Regions from separate parts of the Pan troglodytes genome. Here region 2 is linked to region 1. A link is a contact called in public HiChIP or PLAC-seq data. All regions are on one chromosome and are shown on one strand. The core of a region is the stretch at or near the end of the contact, and the rest is flanking DNA. Distances in the headings are between cores, read along the strand shown. Region 1 holds the start of B4GALNT1 (beta-1,4-N-acetyl-galactosaminyltransferase 1). Region 2 holds the start of NDUFA4L2 (NDUFA4 mitochondrial complex associated like 2).

The links. HiChIP or PLAC-seq counts read pairs in DNA pulled down with a chosen protein or histone mark.
Region 2: a contact with region 1 is called in an H3K4me3 HiChIP or PLAC-seq map of stem cell-derived excitatory neurons, with 2.1 times the contacts expected there. The contact joins the promoter of NDUFA4L2 here to the promoter of B4GALNT1 in region 1. A contact is called at or near these places in 1 of 7 Hi-C or Micro-C datasets (induced pluripotent stem cells) and 1 of 1 datasets of contacts at active chromatin or transcription factors (stem cell-derived excitatory neurons).

The regions. Positions count from the first base shown.
Region 1 is chr10:38,397,251-38,401,573 of NHGRI_mPanTro3-v2.0_pri, forward strand. B4GALNT1 (beta-1,4-N-acetyl-galactosaminyltransferase 1) reads left to right here and starts at 1,870. Exons shown (of 11, transcript XM_063785523.1): 1 at 1,870-2,308; 2 at 2,938-3,156; 3 at 3,707-3,871; 4 at 3,986-4,092. The coding sequence starts at 2,939.
Region 2 is chr10:38,789,962-38,794,284 of NHGRI_mPanTro3-v2.0_pri, forward strand. It overlaps NDUFA4L2 (NDUFA4 mitochondrial complex associated like 2), which reads left to right and starts at 2,477. Exons shown (of 5, transcript XM_063786476.1): 1 at 2,477-2,537. LOC134807528 reads right to left here. Exons shown (of 3, transcript XM_063786178.1): 2 at 3,004-4,157; 3 at 1-698. The coding sequence ends at 3,097.

The sequences.
Region 1 (4,323 bases), core at 620-3,119:
ATTTCTGGAGGCACATGATATTCTTCTGTCCCTCATTGGTGATGTTAGTTTTGGCCACCAAGTCAAGGTGCTGTCTGGTTTTCCCACTGCGCGGTTACAATTTTTCCTCTTGCAACGAATAAGCCAACTATGGGGAGATACTTTAAGCTATGTACATATGCTGCTTCTGTCAAACTTTCCCCCTAGAATTAGCATTCATTGATAATTCTTGCCCAAACCAACTTTTACATTGATGGTTGCAAAATAGTTATTGTCATGGGGGGAGGGGGGAGGAATAGCTTTAGGAGATATACCTAATGCTAAATGACGAGTTAATGGGTGCAGCACACCAGCATGGCACATGTATTCATATGTAACTAACCTGCACATTGTGCCCATGTACCCTAAAACTTAAAGTATAATAATAATAAAATAAAATTTTAAAAAATAGTTATTTTCCAACTCCATCAGCTCCCTCCACATTTATTAATTGGCATTCTCCCTTCTCCTTCATTCATTTAATTAATTAATTAATTATCTATGTATTATCAGTGTGGAGTCAGGGATTCCTATGTTTTCAATGGTTCATAATTCATTCCTGGTCATCTCCGCTGGGGGCACCAACCAGATAAAGTATACCTGTCTTATATGTTACAAATATTTTTTCACAGTTTGTCATTTCTCTCTCAAATTTAGTGTATGTTAATTTCTTCACTCAAGTTTTTCATATAGTCAGATTTATTAATATTTCCCTTTACATCTGGCTTAGAGATCTCTTCCCTACTCCAAGATCATAAACAAAACAAAAATTCCATGATTTCTTCTTTTGAGACAGAGTCTCGCTCTGTCACCCAGGCTACAGTGCCATGGCACCATCTTAGCTCACTGCAGCTTCAACTTCCCGAGCTCAAGCAATCTTCCCACTTCAGCCTCCTAAGTAGTTGGACTACAGGTGTGAGCCACCTTGCTGGGCTAATTTTTAAATTTTTTGTAGAGACGGGGGGGGGGGGGTGTCTCACCATGTTGCCCAGGCTGGTCTCGAACTCCTGGTCTCCTATCGCCTCAGCCTCCCAAAGTGCTGAGATTACAAGCATGAGCCACTGCGCCGGGTTTCATGATTTCTTTCACTACTTTTATGATTTCACCTTTAATATTAAAATATTTAATACATTTGGAATTTTGGTGTAAGAAGGGTAGAGATTCCACTTTCCCCCCAGCTGATTAGTCATTTGTTTGTATAAAATTCATTCATTCAATAATCCACCACACACACACACACACACACATATTTTCGTTATGTTCTATATTTCTTGTTATATCTTTTTTTCCTATTGAATCTTGATGCATCTTTTATTAGAACCATGGAGCCACAGAACTCCGATTCTCGGCAATGTGAGGTATCAGGCTATGACCTAAGGCTTGCAAGCAGAACTACCGCCAATCTGGCCTCTCTGGGGTTCCCTTCCTCCTGCAAGGTTGCACCAAGCGGCAGTTCGGGGAAATAGGGCCTTCAATTACCCAGTGTGTATCTCTTGAGTGTCTGTTAAATAATGGGGGGCAGGGCGGGGAGGAGGGGGAGAGGGAGGCTGTGCCTCATTCTTTGTTAGCCAGGCAGAGCGTTTATTTTCCAGGGGTTGTTTCCTTTATCTTCACCCTAACATTCAAACTTGACTTGAGTTTTAGCGCGCTTCCGCCCTACCTCCTCCCAAAGCCCTTATTTGCCCATCCTTGCCTACAAGCTCAGAACGAGCAGGCAACGGAATGGATGTCGTGGGAGCAGGCGATTGAGATGCCAGTGTTTGGAGGCTAAGGACTGGGGGCTGTGAGCGAGGACCTTCCCGCGTTTGCTCCGCGCCCCCGCAGTTTCCTCCGCGCCCACTAGAAGGCGCCGGGGCGCTCGCATTCCCCGCGCGGAGCCGAAGCAGCCGCAACGAGCCGGGAGCTGAGCCGCGCTGCGCTGCGGTGCGAAGAGCCGGGCGGCGGCCAGAGCCCTCCCCGCGCTGCCAGTGGGACGCGGAGCCAGGGATCCCCGGCTTTGCCCCGGGGCTGGGGTGCAACAGACTCTTAACTTGGTCGTCGCGCCCCGCCAACCGCCCCCGGGCAGGAAACGCCCAGAACCACCACCGCGCCGCGCTCCACAAAAGCCCCGGGAGTTCCAAGACGGGAGGGATCGGGCGCGCTCCAGAGGCAGGAGGGTCCCCCACACCCTCAGGCTCATGCCCAGCTCCCCCATCGGGCAGCCCCCAGCCCCATGAGGACCCTCAGGCCGGGGCGAGAGCCCGGCACAGCCCGGACCGAAATTTTGCCGCTGCCTTAGAGCGTTAGACAGGTCAGTGCCCGGGGGTGGGGGGCGGGTGGGATTGGTTGGTGAGGGGAGGAGGAGGAGGCGGGAGGAGGCGCGCTTCCCGGTCCACCCTGTCCCCCGCGCCGCTTCCCGAGGCCACTCATCGGGTCACCTCCGCCGGGGGCGCCCGCCAGCACGGGCGTGATTCTGCATTTTTTCCTGACAGGCTAGGTGTGGAGCCGCCCTCCGCAGCCCACCCCGGCCCAGGCGATGCTCGGACTGAGGAGTCGGGGGCGCGCCGGCCAGGGCGGGCGGCGGGCTTGGGGACTGCCACTGCCCTGATAGAGCGGGGCTTTTCCGCTCACGCACGGCCGCGTCGAAACCGCGGCATCCAAATGTCTTCAGCATTAAGATGCCAGGCCTCGGGTGTGAGAGGAAACCGAGATGCAGGAGAGGGCGAGAAGAAAGGAGGCCGGGAGACCCTGGGGCCTGGGAAGTGAGGGGAGGGGTACTGGGAAAACCGCGGCTGGCAGTGCAAACCCTAGCGCGATGTGTGGAGTGGAGAGCGCTCTTGGGAGCCGGCAGGAGCCTCTGAGGACGCGGGGGCCAAGGGCCCCATCCCTTGCCCTCCCTTCTTCCCTCCCTTTCTCACTCCCCATCCTACCCCCACCTAGGATGTGGCTGGGCCGCCGGGCCCTGTGCGCTCTGGTCCTTCTGCTCGCCTGCGCCTCGCTGGGGCTCCTGTACGCGAGCACCCGGGACGCGCCCGGCCTCCGGGTACCTCTTGCGCCGTGGGCGCCCCCGCAAAGCCCCCGCAGGCCCGAGCTGCCAGATCTTGCTCCTGAGCCCCGCTACGCACACATCCCGGTCAGGATCAAGGAGCAAGTAGTGGGGTGAGTGCCGACCGCGGCGGCGCAGCGCAGCGCTCGCTGGGGGTGGTCTGGGGGCTTTTGTTTCCTCCACTGCTGGGCTCAGATGCCTGCATTCTCCTAACGGGCTGTGTGGAGTGAAGTGGGAGGTGGAAGTGGGAGGCTGCTGAGGCTTGGGCTGGGGAAAATCTGTTCTCCCTGAACCTTGCCATGGGGATAAGGATGGGGATGGGCGTGGGAGGTTGTGCAGTCAAGGGAGGGCCCTGAAAGACTCCCTGAGGTCCTGATTCAGGTATGAGAAGAGGCTCCAGGTGGGGTCCTGGTTGGTGGGTAGGCAGCTCCTGAAATCCTGGTGATTGGCCCTATCCTACAACTCTAAAATCCAGATTTAGGGGATGGGTCATCCGATCCTTGGTCCCCCTCCCGAGGACTATTTGAAGGGCAGCATTTAAGGGGACAGAGCCTAGACAGACAGAATTGCAGGGCCAAGGTGTGGGGTGCTGTGTCAGTGTTTATGGGATGAATGGAGCTGTGTAGCTGGGCTCTGATGACCCTCACTACCTACCCCCTTCAGGCTGCTGGCTTGGAACAACTGCAGTTGTGAGTCCAGTGGGGGGGGCCTCCCCCTCCCCTTCCAGAAACAAGTCCGAGCTATTGACCTCACCAAGGCCTTTGACCCTGCAGAGCTGAGGGCTGCCTCTGCCACAAGAGAGCAGGAGTTCCAGGCCTTTCTGTCGAGGTACCAGCTTGAAAGAAGCGCATGACTCCACAGGGGGAGAGCAGTGATTGTGCCGGGAGGGAGAGACCCTCTCCCCCCCGACTCTGCTCTGTCCTCTCCTTCCTCCACTGCCAGGAGCCAGTCCCCAGCTGACCAGCTGCTCATAGCCCCTGCCAACTCCCCGCTCCAGTACCCCCTACAGGGTGTGGAAGTTCAGCCCCTCAGGAGCATCTTGGTGCCAGGTAGGGAGGAGGGTCCCAGAGGATGACCTCAGCCACAGTGGGGGTGGCAGAGCCCAAGGTTGGGTGGGGAAGAATGGGAGATGATTGGAATGGGAGGTGGGAACCTCTGATGAATGGGGGACTTAAGCTCAAAAGGGGGCTTAGGAGGTGGGAAGTGAGGACAGAAGGGACTCTAGGAATTTCAGAAGACTGTAACTGGGGAGTTTTGGGGGAAATAATCTATTCTTTGCT
Region 2 (4,323 bases), core at 1,227-3,726, 390 kb after region 1:
GTCCCCCCTTGCTCTTGGCGATTTAGCCGCAGGCAGCCCCTTGCATTTCGGAATCTGGCTTGGCGCCGAGCTAGGCCGCCAGGGGGCGATGCAAGATCTCGGTTGGAGAGCGAGGGATGGGGAGGGGGTGGAGGGTGGGTAAGGGGAGACAACCAGAGACACCAAGCCCGAGACCCTGGGCCTGGGAGGGGGTGGGGTGCGTGCCGTCTCCATGGCAACACTTCCTCAAGTCCTCCGAGAACCGAGCTAGCTAGGCCGGGGGCCTAACCCCACCCGCGCGGCCCCTGCCCTAACCCTTTCCGACAGGTACCGAGTGAGAACGGAGGGCAGACAGCTAACCGGCTCTCGCGGAGACACCCCTGCGGAGCACCGTATGCAAATGTTATTATTTGCATATGCAAATATGCAAATACGCCGGCCCTGGTCAGGGCGGCAGGTGGCGAGGAGCGGGAAGGTGTGGGGAAGGGAGCAGAAGGAGACGAGGAGTTTGGGGACCTGAGAGCGGACCCAGTGAGAGGCAGGCTGGGGTGGTCGCTGGAGTGGGGCAGGCGTGTGTGGGGGGGTCTTGAGCTCGATGCCGGGTGGGGGAGGGTCGGCTTGGCCAGCCAGGAGCTCCTCTTCTCGTCTGCCCGTTGTCTGCCAGGACTGAGGTTGGCACCGCCTAGCAAGGTTGGCAGCGGGAGCCCGGGCACCATCTGCTGCTGGCGGGGGGAGGGCAGAGGCTCAGCTGGGCTGGGGAAGAGGAGGCCTGGGACGGGCGCGCCCCCCTTCCAGAAGGCTGAGGTGTGATGGGGGTAGGGAAGCACACAAGAAGACTCTGCAGAACCGGGTTCAGTTTTCTGTTCCCTTTGCCCTTGACGGTCCCGGATGCCTGAGGGGGTGGGGGCGGAGTCATTAAAGAAGACCCCCCCTTTAATCGCGATTGAGCTGGAATAGGAACAGATCACAGGCAAACACACACACCAACCACACGCAAATCAAGCATTCTGTCCTTATCCTTCCTTGAAATCCACCTACCAGGAATGTATGAGGGGAGGGACCGCGAGGGCTCGGGTCGTCTCTATTCATCAAGGTCTGAGGGACTCAAAATCAGAGCCCCCCGAGATCCTCGAGAGCCCCCCGCCAATGCTAAGGCAAAACCAATTTACTGGCTCATTGGGCGGCAATGCTGGTGTGCGGATGCCGAGAAGCAGGGAGAGCGGCTGTTCTCCCCCAACACTCGGGGGGCGCCCCCCTCCCTAGCCTCACTGAGCCGGCAGCTGTCCCTAATTAGAGCGGCGGTTTAATTGGATTTATCAGCAGTTAATAGGAAATTAAGCAAAGGGCCCGAGAGAAGGGGGGCGGGAAAAGCGGGGAAACAGGCTGTGCTGAACTAGGAGGGGTGCTAGGGTACCAGGGGTGGGGACATGTGACCCAGTGTCCCGATCGAGCCCCACGGTCACACCCTCCCGTCATTACTCACCAAGACTCTTAAGCCCTGGCCCGCGGGCCGGAGAGCAGGTCCCCAGAGAGGGCGGCAGGCGTGACAGCGACCCTATGTGAGCTCCCAGCGCCCTCCATCCCCCTAAGCGGCGCCTGGGTGATGGATGATACTGCCGCATGCTGCAAAGGTCATAAGTCTGGGCCAAGGAGCAGACTGAATTGAAAACAGATCCGAGGAAGGGCCGGTACTAGGGTACAAGACAACCGGCACCCCAACCTCCTCCACTGCCCACTCCACTCAGCGCGCGCGCGCACACACACACACACACACACACGTGCCCCTTGAAGTTGGAAGACTGGGCAGCACGGGGGGAAAAGGCAGAGTACAGAGTGACCCTTTCTATAAACCCCACCAGCAGCAGTGTTGGGGATCCTGAGAATCTCCCGGTGCAGCTCCAGTGTTCCCTTTAGGCTCTGCCTCCACGAAACTGCCCGATTTGGGTCAGTGAGGTCCGCCGGGTCTGCTGCTCAGGGGCAGCCCAACGTCGGCGCTACCCGCCCTAGGGGCCAGTCAAGGAAGCTTGCAGACAGCTAAGCCCTGGTGCACGGGCCTCCTAGTCCACAGCCCCAAGCGCCTCCTGTCACCAAGACCTCATCATACTGCTAGGCTAACAAGGCCTGCTCCGGAGACCCTGACGACCTCCCTGCCACATTCCACCCCGCAGGGCACAGATGGCAACTCCTGCATATGCTAAGGTGTGCTAGCCTCTGAGTGGGCGTGGGTGGGCTCTCCGTGCCCCTGGCAATTATGGACGTCTGTATCTCCGGCGTGTGGTTTGTGTGTGTCCGTTTGTTCCCTGGGTATGTGAGGTGTGTCTACCTGAGCCCCAGGTGTGTCCGACTCTGTGCCCGGGTGTGTGTCTGTGCCCCTGAGTGTGTCTATATCTGTCGGGTTTGTCCACTTCCCCGTCCCCAGCTCCCATCTGGGTGATTTTGCCCGGGTGTGCCTCCGCGTGGGGGCGTTTCCGTGCGTCTCCGCCTGCAGGTCTGTGTATGTGTGAAAATCAGGAAGAGCCAGCGGGGAGTGTGTGTTGCCATCGCGTCTCCGCCTGCAGGTATGTGTGTCTCGGTGACAGTGCGTAGGCGTGTGCCTGGGTGTGAGCCGCGCGGCGGCGTGTATCCGAATGACAGTGTGACGCACGTGCGCGCGCGCGTGTGTGTGTGTGCGCGCGCCGGGGTGAGTCTCCCGCCCCCACTCCTTCCTTTCCCCATTTCTATTCCTCTCTCCTCTCCCGGCCAGCTCGGCTTCGCCGACCGCATCATCTCCATCCATTATTGAAGAAACAGCCGCGTCCGCTCCAATCACATCAACACCCCCGCCCCCTTTCCGTTCCGCTCGCCCAGCGGCCCCTCTGGGTGCTGAGGAGAGGGGAAGCCAAGGCGCGGTGGGGGCGCCGGGTGGGAATGGGCTTATGACCCTTGCCCCAAGCCCGGCCAGAAGCCGGGACGCCGGGGTCCCCGGCGGAGAGCGCTTTGCATAAACAGATGGCGCGGGCGTCTTTGTCTCACTCGTTCGCTCACCGCGCAGCTCCCGGCTCCGCTTCTGTCTGGCTGATGCAATCATGATCATCTCGGTGCCTCGGGACCCGGCGCCCTTAATAATGGCAGAGGGGGTCAGGGGCCCTGGGGCTCCCGAGCAGATGCTGGGCCCTGTGTCTTCCTTTCCGGGCGCCCCTCCACGTCCCACAGCCGCAGCGGGAAGATCAACGCTGCGCGGAGTTGACGGGCATGTGGAGGTGACCAGGAGGAGGACCCCGGGCAGTGCCCCGAGGCATCTCCGGGCTGCCCTGTTGGGCTGCTGCAGTCCCCAGAGGCAGCAACCCAGAGAATAGGAATAGAGCTGGGGAGTGGGGTTGGGGAGAGACAGAGATAAAGACAGAGACAAAGAGAGGCATTAGTAAAGAGAGACACAGTGAGATGGAGAGATGTGGAGGGAGGGAGCGAGACACAAAGAGACACAGAAAAACCGATGCAGAGGGACAAAGCCAGGTAGGGAAGGCAGCAAGAGGGAGAGCAGACAGACACAGCCAGAATAGGGAAGAGAGAGATGGACATACCCAGAGACAGGAAGCAGACAGAAGGCAGAAAGAACAAGAGGCAGAAAGAAGGGCAGCCAGAGGCTAGGACAGGCCGGGTCAGAGGGCTTAGGGCAATCTCGAATCTGCAGCCCAGAAGCAGAGATGAAGCCCCCGCCTCCCCAGCCCCCAGGCATCTGAGGATGCCCAACCCCAGAAGAGGAACCCGCCTGAACCCTGGGTGCCGATTGTGGCTGGAGAGATAGGAGCTTCCGCGTCCCCTCTCCGCCCTCCGGTCCCATCTCACACCAGAAGAGTGGAGGCTGCGGGACCCACTGTCTTGGCGGCGGGAGTGGCGGAGTGACGGGCTGGGCGTGGACGGACACTCCAGGCACCAACTTAGCGGCCCGAACGCCGGGAGTGCAGGGTCGGCACTGCCCGACAGGGGGTGCCCAAGGCCTCTTCCCCGAGCTTGGGGGCCGCTCGGCCTCCAGGGGGCGCCCGAGCCCACGGCCCCTGCAACACGCTCGATCCGCTGAGTCCCGCTGCCTTTGACCCTCTGTGCAGCCAGCGCGCGGATTGGGATCCTGGTGCGGATTAGCGCTTGGAGTCCAGTCCCAGCGGGATCCCGGGCCGCGCCTAATCTGCGGTTAATGACTCCTGCGGTCCCTCACCCCGCTGGGCCAGCGTGGCCTGAGTCCTCGTGGTGGGAAAGTGTGGGGAGCGAGGAGAGATGGGATCCGGAACCCAAGGAGTCCTGTATTCCAGATCGGCCCCATGGGCCACGAGCCAGAGACGGGAACCAAAGATGGAAGGGGGCTTAGAA